2 separate regions of the Rattus norvegicus genome follow, and region 1 is linked to region 2. The links are chromatin contacts, called in public Hi-C maps. All regions are on one chromosome and are shown on one strand. Each heading gives the region's core, a stretch centred on a gene start, on an enhancer-like site or on the middle of the called end of the contact. The rest is flanking DNA. Distances are from core to core; before and after follow the strand shown. Region 1 holds the start of Nfkbid (NFKB inhibitor delta). Region 2 has its middle 13 kb from the start of Lrfn3.

The links. Hi-C and Micro-C count contacts between places; a contact is called where the count stands out from the background.
Region 1: a Hi-C map of frontal cortex shows a contact between it and region 2, with 2.5 times the contacts expected there. The contact joins the promoter of Nfkbid here to the enhancer-like site in region 2. A contact is called at or near these places in 3 of 12 Hi-C or Micro-C datasets (the A7r5 cell line, frontal cortex and hepatocytes).

Annotation. Positions count from the first base shown.
Region 1 is chr1:94,806,546-94,811,316 of GRCr8, reverse strand. It overlaps Nfkbid (NFKB inhibitor delta), which reads right to left and starts at 2,858. Exons shown (of 12, transcript XM_039093862.2): 1 at 2,761-2,858; 2 at 1,118-1,218; 3 at 908-968; 4 at 170-381. The coding sequence starts at 175. It also overlaps a transcript of Hcst not described here.
Region 2 is chr1:94,760,046-94,765,129 of GRCr8, reverse strand. No RefSeq gene overlaps it. Among named protein-coding and RNA genes, the nearest start is that of Lrfn3, 13 kb to the right of the region's middle. Within about 2 kb of position 1,564, at least 55 of the 93 cell types and tissues checked have an H3K27ac peak or open chromatin away from gene starts, as enhancers often do.

The sequences.
Region 1 (4,771 bases), core at 1,609-4,108, 45 kb before region 2:
GAGGTCTTATTCATGTGCCTAGGGCAACCTTGAACTCATTCTGTAGCCCAGGCAATCCTTCTACCTCTGCTTCCTGAAGAGCTGGGATGACAAGCCTGCACCACCAGTCTGGGCACCACGGGGAAATTTTTAGGGGCCCTTAAGCATCTGTCCCCACTCTATAGTTTACCTCCATTGCCAGGGGAAATGGGCCTGACCGGCCTGGGTCTGACACTGGGTAGAGATCAGGAGTCAGGAAGCCTTCAGAAGCAGAGTATGGGAAAGAGCCTTCTGCATACGGAGCATGGATGCTGGAGTCCCAGTCTGTGAAGCCTGAAGGGGGAGCCAGGTTGCCAGGTCCAGAATCCACAGTCTCTTGGAAGGCAGGGAAGTGAGTATGGCCTGAAACCGAGAGGGTGGGCAGGACCAGCTTGTTATTAGAGCCCAGAGACACAGCCAGGGATAGTGAACCTGGAGTCTCTTGAGGCACTGAGGCACTGAGGCACTGAGAGCTGAGTCCTCCAATCCTGGGACATCAACAAGCTGGGGTGCTTGGCCGCCTGGGTCTCAAGCAACTGGGATCTGGATTCCTGGAATCTCAAACCCTGAGTCCCTGAGGGCAACAGTCACAGACTACTGGGCTATTGAAAACCAATGTCAAAATCCAGGGGTTTCTGTTTGAAGACAGGTGTCTTAGATAGCTCTAGGTGGCCTGGAACTCGCTAGTTTAAAAAAAAAAAAAAGTGTGGCTTCAAACCCAATGGCAATCCTCTCCTCTCAACCTCCGGAGTACTGGAAATACAGACATGTGCAACAATGGCAGGCCAGCCATTAAAATTTCCCATATGTCTCAACAATAATGAGAGCTGCCTGTCTCCTCGGTCCCCAAAGTTCTGAGAGGTGGGTCGAGCTAAGTTTCTATTCTTACCTGCCTCTGACTCGCTCACAGATGGGGTCAGTGGCTGGACCAGAGGAGGGGAGAAGTGTCCCTGCAATGCAAAGAAAATGAATTTATATATCTGCAAGATTCTTCAGGTCCATCCCCCGCCACATGTAAAGCATCAGAGTCAGGACTACAACTCCCATCTCCCCCAGAGCACATGGCTTCATGTCCTATGCGGGATTTCCAGAGACTCACCGGTACCCCAGCAGCCTCTGGCTGCTGCTGTCGGCGCCTCTGTTCTTCCAGAAGCTTCTTTACGGTCTGTGTTGGGCAGTGACTGCGCTCAGGCCGACTCACTGTGTGTGGGAAGACAGAAGGAAGTCATCAGGAATATTTAAGTCACCCGAATGCACCCTCAGCGGCAGCGGTGGGTGGCTGGGAGTGGATGTGGGCGCGCGCCCTCCTTTCCCTCGAGCGCGGAAAAACTGGAGAACTACAAAGCCAATAGAAGATGTTGAGTGCAGGGCCCGCCTCCGCCATTTCCTTCCTTTTACTCCACGCTTTTCCTCTGCACCAACTTTCCACCACCGTAGTGGAAACTGAGGAAGTGGGGAGGCTAGCATTTCTCTGAAGCATCTATCTCCTCCGGAGACATCCCACTCCTCTGAAGCATCACCACATCCGTAAAAAATCCCAACCTAGGCTACCAGGCCTAACACTTGAAGAGGGGTGGGGTTTGCCAATCTCAACTTCCTGAAAAGGCATTTCCAGGTTCCCAATGTCTCTGTTTTAAACTAGAAGTAGAGGCACACCCCTGCAATCCAGCATTCTCGTGGCAGGCCAAGCTCATCTACATATCAGTGAGAGGCCAGCCTGGGCTACCTGAGACCTCGGTCTCAAAACAACAGCAAAATAATTTCTCTGTTCTAGAATCTGACATGTTGGGACTAGGCGCAAGCCTAGTGTCCTCAGCACAGTCTTGGACCATCACTCTTGCTTCATGCTCTCTGCCAGAATCAGTGGCAGAGTAGTTCCTCAGAAATCCAGATATCTGGTGTCGCAAACCTCCTGTCCCCACCTCGGCCGACTTGGGAATAGCAGGGACCCACCATCCCGCGATGCCCCTGTATCCCATAGGCGCGGCAGTCTCTCATCCAGAAACCCAGGAGTACAGACCCCCTCAGCCTCCTCTGGGACCTGCAAGTCCGGTTCCCTCCACCGGAGAAGAGCAAATCCCTAGCTCAGACTTCCCAGCTTTGACTCCAGCGCAAGAAGGGTTAAAGCCAGACGGGGACCGACTCGGAAACCCTCGAGAAAAGACGCCGCGCGCTGACGTCACGGCGCTCACGCAAGGGAATCTTCCACCTCCCAGTTCCGCTCCGCACGCGCACGCCGCAGGTGTCTGGCTCGGAGGCGGGGCACGCAGCGAAGCGCGGCGCCCGTGGAATCTCCGCTCACGGGGAATTCCTTTTCGGCCCAGGCACCCGGCACCGGTAGAGCGCTGGGAAATCCCAGGGCGGGGCTGGTCTCGACCAGAGTGGACCCCTGAGGTCCGCCGCCCGACCTTCAAGACCCAAGCCTGCGTCCATAACGGCAACTCGAAGGATGCAATGCAACCCCTCCTTGGGTGAAGGAGTCCGAGTCACTTCGTCCTCTTTCAGAATCCCCGGTATCAGGCTTCCTAGTCCTTGCACCCCAACCCCTAAGATCCCAGATACCTCTCTTAATGTCCAACACTCCCAGGACTCAGAAGTCCAGGATCCCAGCCTCTCCTCTTCAGCCAGCTCCCTTAAACGTCGGGAATCCCCAACTCTCAGGGCCCAGCTTTACGCTCCAGTCAACCCTCAAAGCATTCAGAAAGGCGCGTGCCTCGCTTTACCCCAAGGTTAATCCCTTACCTCGAGGATTCTTGGATGCAGATTGTGGGCCCCCAGGGCCGCGGCCTCGGCGCTGCGCCAGCCTCGCTGCTTGCCCCGCGGAGCCGCCGCCGGGTCCCCCGATCCAAAGCCAGGTCCCCCGCGAGTTTTTAAATTCTTCTTTTGGCCACGCCTGGTTCAAGGCGGAGCCCCGCCCACAGTTCTAGGAGTCCCGGGTGAAGCGGGAGAGCTTAGTCTCTGAATGGGAGGGGCTGACCTTGAAGAGTGTCATCGCCTAGTCTCCCTGGAAGTAGGTGCTTAAGGATCCTCCCTTTTTCTAGAGGGAGACATGGGGATCTGGAATTTTGAGTCTCTGACCAAGGAGATACTGGAGGCCTTGACTTGGCTGTGCACAAGCAGAGAAGTACTGTGGGGTCTTCCGGGAGAGGATGACCATGAACCTAGACCCCATGGCTTCTTGGAGAAGTCCTTAGGCAAGGGTCGTAGAGGTGCCTTAAACCTCTCTTTTCCACGTGGCTGTTTGCTTCTTTAGAGTTAACTTTCATTTATAAAGCTTTTTTCTCCCGCTTTGGTTTCAGTTTTGATTTGAGTGTGTGTGTGTGTGTGTGTGTGTGTGTGTGTGTGTGTGTGTGTGTGTGTGAAGGGCGAAGAGGGGGTTCGTGTAGCTCAGGTCAGCCTAGAACTCTAGGTAACTAAGGATAACCTTGAACTCCTGATTCTCTTGATTCCATTTCCCAAATGTTGGGTTACAGAGAATTGGCCACCATATCAACTACCAATATTGGCTTTTATTGTTTTGTTTTTCAGGTTTCCCCCGCCCCCCTTCAAAACAGGGTCTCACTATGTAGCCCTAGCTGTCCTGGAACTCACTATGTCGACCAGGCTGGGCTTGGAATCCACAGAAATCTACAGAAATGTCTCCCCAGTGATGGGATTAAAGGCATATGCCACATTGTCTGGTTCCAATATTTGCATTAAAAACATGTGTGTGCGAACTCCCCCCGGAGGTGGAAGAACATGTGCTCCAAAGCCCTCTGTAGATTTCAGCCTTTTTGTGAGGGTTATGGGGTTCTAACACACGTCAAGAACCTTTATCTGCCGAACAATCTTCCTTCCAACACTTTGTTTTTGAGACAGGGGCTTCCTACATGTAAGCAGCTGGGCTGGCCACGAACCTGCTAAATCAGCCAGGCTGGCCTTGAACTCACAGCCATTTTTCTCACTTGTCTCCCAAGTGCTGGACAATCATGTCTGACTTACTTATTCACCATTTAAGAAACCCTGTTAGCATAAAGGAGACACTTTCCTGAACACAGGGGATGGAGAAGTATGAGCCAAACAGGAATTCCCAGTTCGCTAGGGGATGGATAGTCTCAGTTCTCACTTGGTGACCTTCCTTGGCACTGAACTGTGATGACCAAATCAATCTCTCTCTCTCTCTCTCTCTCTCTCTCTCTCTCTCTCTCTCTCTCTCTCTAACACTGCTGGGAGTTGGGTCTCCTCCTCCCTTGCTTCTGCCCTCGGCTTCCCTATATGGTTGCTTTTCCCTCTCTCCCCTGGCTCTGTGTGTGTGTGTGTGTGTGTGTGTGTGTGTGTGTGTGTGTGTGCCTCTTTAAAGATCTCACCCAGTCTATGGCTTTACACATGTCTCTCAGCTATCAGCCCTCCCAGATTTACTGTCAGGACTAGACTTGTCCCTAGACTCTGAACCCTACCTGTAGTCATTCACCTTTCTCCAGAGAGATGTTAGGTTATTTTCAACTCACCGTGACCAAACACAGGCAGCCCTCTCTCCCTCATTTCCCAACTCTTCTAACTCTCTTTCAACCCGCTCTCCATTTTTCTAATCCCACCCGGGCCAATCACCGTGGTCCCTTTTCTCAAACACACACCCCCTCCAGCCCCCAAGTGTTGGCCCTACCTCTAACCTATTTCCATAATCTCCCTGGTGCCCACACCATGGCCCTTTCGCCACTCCACCGAGATAATCTCGGAAGCTTCTCAGGGCTCTGACTCCCCCATATTTGTTCTC
Region 2 (5,084 bases), core at 315-2,814:
AGCAATTCAGGCTTCTCTGAGGAACAACATGGAGCCGTTTCTCCATCTTCATCTCTGGTTACAATGTACTCTGCATCCAGCAAGTCTAGCGTCTGCTGCCATTATAGGCGCAGCGAGCTGAGGATGGAGACTCGCTCTCAGGCCATCTAGCCTGGCATACTCGGCAGCAAAAACAAAAACAAACACCACCCCCCACCCCTCTGCCAAAATAGAGAGAGCTCATTTCAAGCTAAGCAGAAAGCGAAGACCAGTTCCTGAGGTAATCTTCTGGCCTCCGCATGTACACCCTGGCCCATGTACACACATGTGTGTGCGTGCACACACAGAGGCATTCAATTCTGTAAAACAAAGAGGACAGATGGAGAGGGAGCAGGAAATATTTCCTTTCCAAAGTTTCACCGCAGTTTTATAACAACCAAGCTAATAAGACTCAAAGCCAACATGGACTACCTTTAGTCCCAGCACTCGGGAGTCAGAGCAGACCTTTAATCCCAGAGTTTGGGAGGCAGAGGCAGGTGGATCTCTGTGAGTTTGAAGCCAGCCTGGTCTACAGAGTGAGTTTCCGGACAGTCAGGGATTTACACTGAGAAATCCTGTCTTTGGGAGGGGGTGGGGGTGGGAGGGAGAAACCCATTAAATCAGATGCAGATGAGAGGGAGGAGACATTGTCACAGAATAAAAGACATAAAGAAACTCCCAACAAATACAGTGTACAGACTCTGGATTATAATCTGAATGAACCAAGAATTTATCATTTATAAAACAATCAGAGAAATTGTTAGTTTTATATGTCCTGGGGTTTTTTTCGTTTTTTGGTTGGGTTTTTTTTTTTTTTTTTTTAGAACCCAATGTTTTAGAGGTACGTATTTATAGATGAAATTATAGGCTGTCTGGGATTTGCTTTAAACTAATTGGTTGGGGGAGGCGGAATAAATAAAACAAGATTGGCCATATGTTGATAATAATTGAGGCTGGGAGATGGGAACTTGGAGGATCGTTATATAATTCTATTTTTGTGAATTGCTAAACATTACCATAATAGGGTTTTAAAGTGGAGAGGCATGATTGGAAGGAAAAAGAAAAGAAAGGAAAGATTTTGGGTTTTAGTTTTTCTTACTTTGATGATCCCAGAGCCACGGCTCTCAGAGAACAGGCACCAGAGCTAACAAGGGACAGTTTGAATACGGGAGAGCGAGGTGGGCCGCTAAGCAGTCTAAAGAGTATTTGCCATGGTGCAAAATGTTGGTCTCCTTTATTTGCTCCAGTAAGGGATTAGCCTCTCCGGACTAATCAGCATCTTTGACATCTGCAATTCCTAAACCAGTATTTGGTCTAATTTTACAGCTAAGGTCCAGTGGGATCAGCAGGCCTGCAGCGCCACCCTCTTGGGCAAGGTGCTCGCTCAGTCTCCACATCCTCCCAACCACACGTGTACACCCTATGCCGCACCCGCTCTGTGCGTTTAGTGAGGCAAGCACTAAAGGGGCGAAACCAGAACAAGGTGAGGCAGAGGGTGTCTGCCATGCCTTCTGGGAAATGTAGTTCTTCTTCCACGCTGGAGCCAACGCTTAACTCACCAGCAAGACTACATGTCCTACAATGCGCCCCTGCGCACGGCAGCCCCTTAGTGTGTTGCTGCCTCCCGGTGGCAACTAGCAGTTAGGACTAAGTCTGAAAATTCAGAAGACAGCAGTAGGGGCGGGGACAACGTTGGGAATGTAGAGTCGTCCAGGAACCTCTGGGAAGTCAGTACAGAGGATGAGGCTGGGAGACCTGAGCCAAGAAGGGGTTGTAGTAATGAAATTGGAGGAGAGCCCGGTATGAGGATTAAATGAAATCAGGACAGCAACTGTTGGCTGTATGGTTGGTTATTACAGAATAAGCACTTTTCATGTGGCAAAGAACTGCTTCAGAGCTTTACACGTATTAGCTAATTTAATCCTCTCAACGGCCATTCGAGCTATTATCAAACCCTTTTACAGGAGTGAAATTGAGGCCTAGAGAAGAGGCTAGGGACGTTCAGCTGGTCTGTGACAGAGCTGGGATTTGAACCCAGACGGTCAGGATTCAAAGTCTGTGTCCTTTTGGCTATGAGTATCTGACTGCCCTTTTGATGTCTTTAAAAATAAAATTATGGTGTGTGTGTGTGTGTGTGTGTGTGTGTGTGTGTGCGTGTGTGTGTGTGTCCAGGATCCCCCTGATCCTGGTGTGGTAGAGATCAAACTCAGGTCCACATGTGTACATAGCAAGTACTTTACTCACTGAGCCATCTCCCCAGACCCCTTTTAAATTATCTTGAGGTTGTCATTGGCAGGAATTGACTCAAAATGGCTATTAGCTTATGAATCTCTGAGTCGGGGATTATCAATGTTCTTCCTTTCCAAATGTGGGACTTAGTCCCACCCCAAGGACAAAGTTTACAACCAAACACACTTATAATTAGCACATGAATCCACACAGGTTCTAGCCATAGAAATCAGATGTCTGATTAGCGTTGGATGAGCGGTGGTTCGCGTCGAGAGCTGGAGTCATTATGATTCCATAAGCACACAGTTCTGCACACAGACGCTTCCTTGCCTAGAAGCCGGTTCCCTCTTGGTCTAGGTGGTTTCCTCCCATACTGCTTTTATCGGGTCCCTGAAGCCCATCACCATTATCGTCAACAGGAAGACCTTCCTGACGGAATGCGTGTGGGGAGTGTCCTCCGTGCGTACCATCTTCTCTCAGCCTTGCCCTGAACACTAGTCACGGTTTAATCGCCATCATCAACCTGACTGCGTTTGGAAGCCCCTGGGAGATGGGTGAAGCGCACACTGCTGAGTGCGCCCAGGAAAGCATTTCCAGAGAGAAGTGACAGGTGTTCACGCTTTCCCGAATTGGGAGCCTCATTCTACAGGCTGGGAGCTCAGAAGGAGAAGCCATGGTTCCAGCAGGGCCCTGCTTCTGGGCCACCTTCAACAGAAGCTATTCTGCCCTGTTCTGTGTCATGGCAAGCTAGACCCTCTGAAACCAGGAGTCAAGATAAGTAATCCCCCTCTCAAGTTCTTCCTGTGCGGAATTTTGTCATAGTGCTAGAAGACCTGTAACTAACATATCTACAAGTCAAGTCTGGCCCAGTTTATCCTCAAAGGGATCAAGTGTGAGGCCATGTACTCCAAAGGCAGGTGGAACTGGAGACTTCTCCCTGGAACTGGACTTGATATAGCACATGAAGGGAAATTCCCCAGTGCACTGGGGTCTCGGGTCTGGGGAGGTTTCGTGATAGCTCACATTCTGCTTATAGAACTGTGGCTGAGAGGGAGCTGGGAACAGTCTCAATTCCCTTTGTATCTCGGATACTGGTGTGACCAGTTCTCTGCAGGAAGGCAGTAGATCCCTTCTGCACCACTTGAAGAAACCAGCAACTCTCCATCCTACCCCCTCCCGTTTGTAAGGTAGAAACCAATAATTCTGAGCCCCAGGAAATAATGGGGTCGGGATAGAAATGAGTCTGGTGTGTGAGTCACCAAAGGGAGGACACCAGAACACTTGTAAGAAACAAAATATGGAGAGGTGGCTCAGTGGTTAAGAGCACTGACTGCTCTTTCAGAGGTTCTGAATTCAACTCCCAGCAACCACATGGCGGCTCACAACCATCTGTAATGGGATCCAATGCCCTCTTCTGGTGTGTTTGAAGACAGCTACAGTGTACTCACATGCATAAAATAAATAAACCTAAAAAAATAAATAAAAGAAATAAAATATGTCCCTCATGAGATGGTGCAATGGTTAGCATTTGTTGAGCGAGCCTGATGACACAAGTTCAAACCCCGGAACTCACATAATGGTGATACAGGGATTGCCTGTCTGGGTAGAGCTCTGGGTTCCACCTCCAATACCACCAAAAGAAAAATGAAAAATTTCTGGGCACCATAGTGCACATTTTTTTTTAATTTATTCTGAGACACAGGGTCTCATGCAACCCAAGCTGGCCAAGGGTGAAGGGTGGCCTTGAACCTTTTTTTTTTTTTTTCTGGAGCTGAGGACCAAACCCAGGGCCTTGCGATTGCTAGGCAAGTGCTCTACCATTGAGCTAAATCCCCAACCCCGATAGTGTACATTTTTAATCCCAGTACTCAGGAAGCAGAGGCAGCTGGATCTATCTCTGTGAGTTCTAGGCTAGCCTGGGCTACACTGAAAGTTCTGGGACAGCCAAAGCTGCCAAGTGAGACCCCGAATCAACAGAAAAAGAAAAAGAAAAAGAAAAAGAAAAAGAAAAAGAAAAAGAAAAAGAAAAAGAAAAAGAAAAAGAAAAGGAAGACAGGTAGAATGAGAGAACCAATTTCACAAAGTTGTTCTCTGACCTCTACACAGGCACCAAACCATGTGAGCCCCCTCTCACACATTTGTGCACACACTTGTGCGCCCTCACGCGCACACGCGCACACACACACACACACACACATACACACATACAGGATTGTTGTTGTGGAACGAAAGGAGGAGACAGGAGGGAGAGGGAGAGAAGCCGTGGCAGGACAATATGGCAGGTGACGTTAAGATTCCGCTCTGTGTATTTACAGTTGTTATTAATGTTCTTAAGGGATGGATGGCACTGGGCTTTGTATGTTTAGGTGGGCAATTATATCTTATCAATTGGATCTAAGGTTATTGTGTTGTGTGTTCTTTCATGTGCAGATTTAAGTGTAATGGAGTGTGGGGCGGCTGGTCTGGGCCACCATGGAATTGGAATGTGTGCTTCTGGCAAGATATCCACCAGATATCTTGGGGCACTGAGGTGCCTAGAGGAATAAAAACAACCATATTTTTATATTTTTACAACAACAGATTGTAAGTAAAGTTTAGAAAGTAATAAAAGAAACACGATATTGTATGAAGTCACTGGAAACCAGGAGACTTTGTTACAGCAGCTAGCATTGCACTGATACACTGTTTCCATGTGGGCCTCTGCATCCTTAAACTTGAGTAGCAGTCAATGTGTGCAATGAGCCTCAGATCTCCATTGTGACCTGTGATGCTCCCTGCCCTCGGGCATCGGTATTGTTAGAGGTTATCCTACGGTGAATGATCACACAGAGACAAGC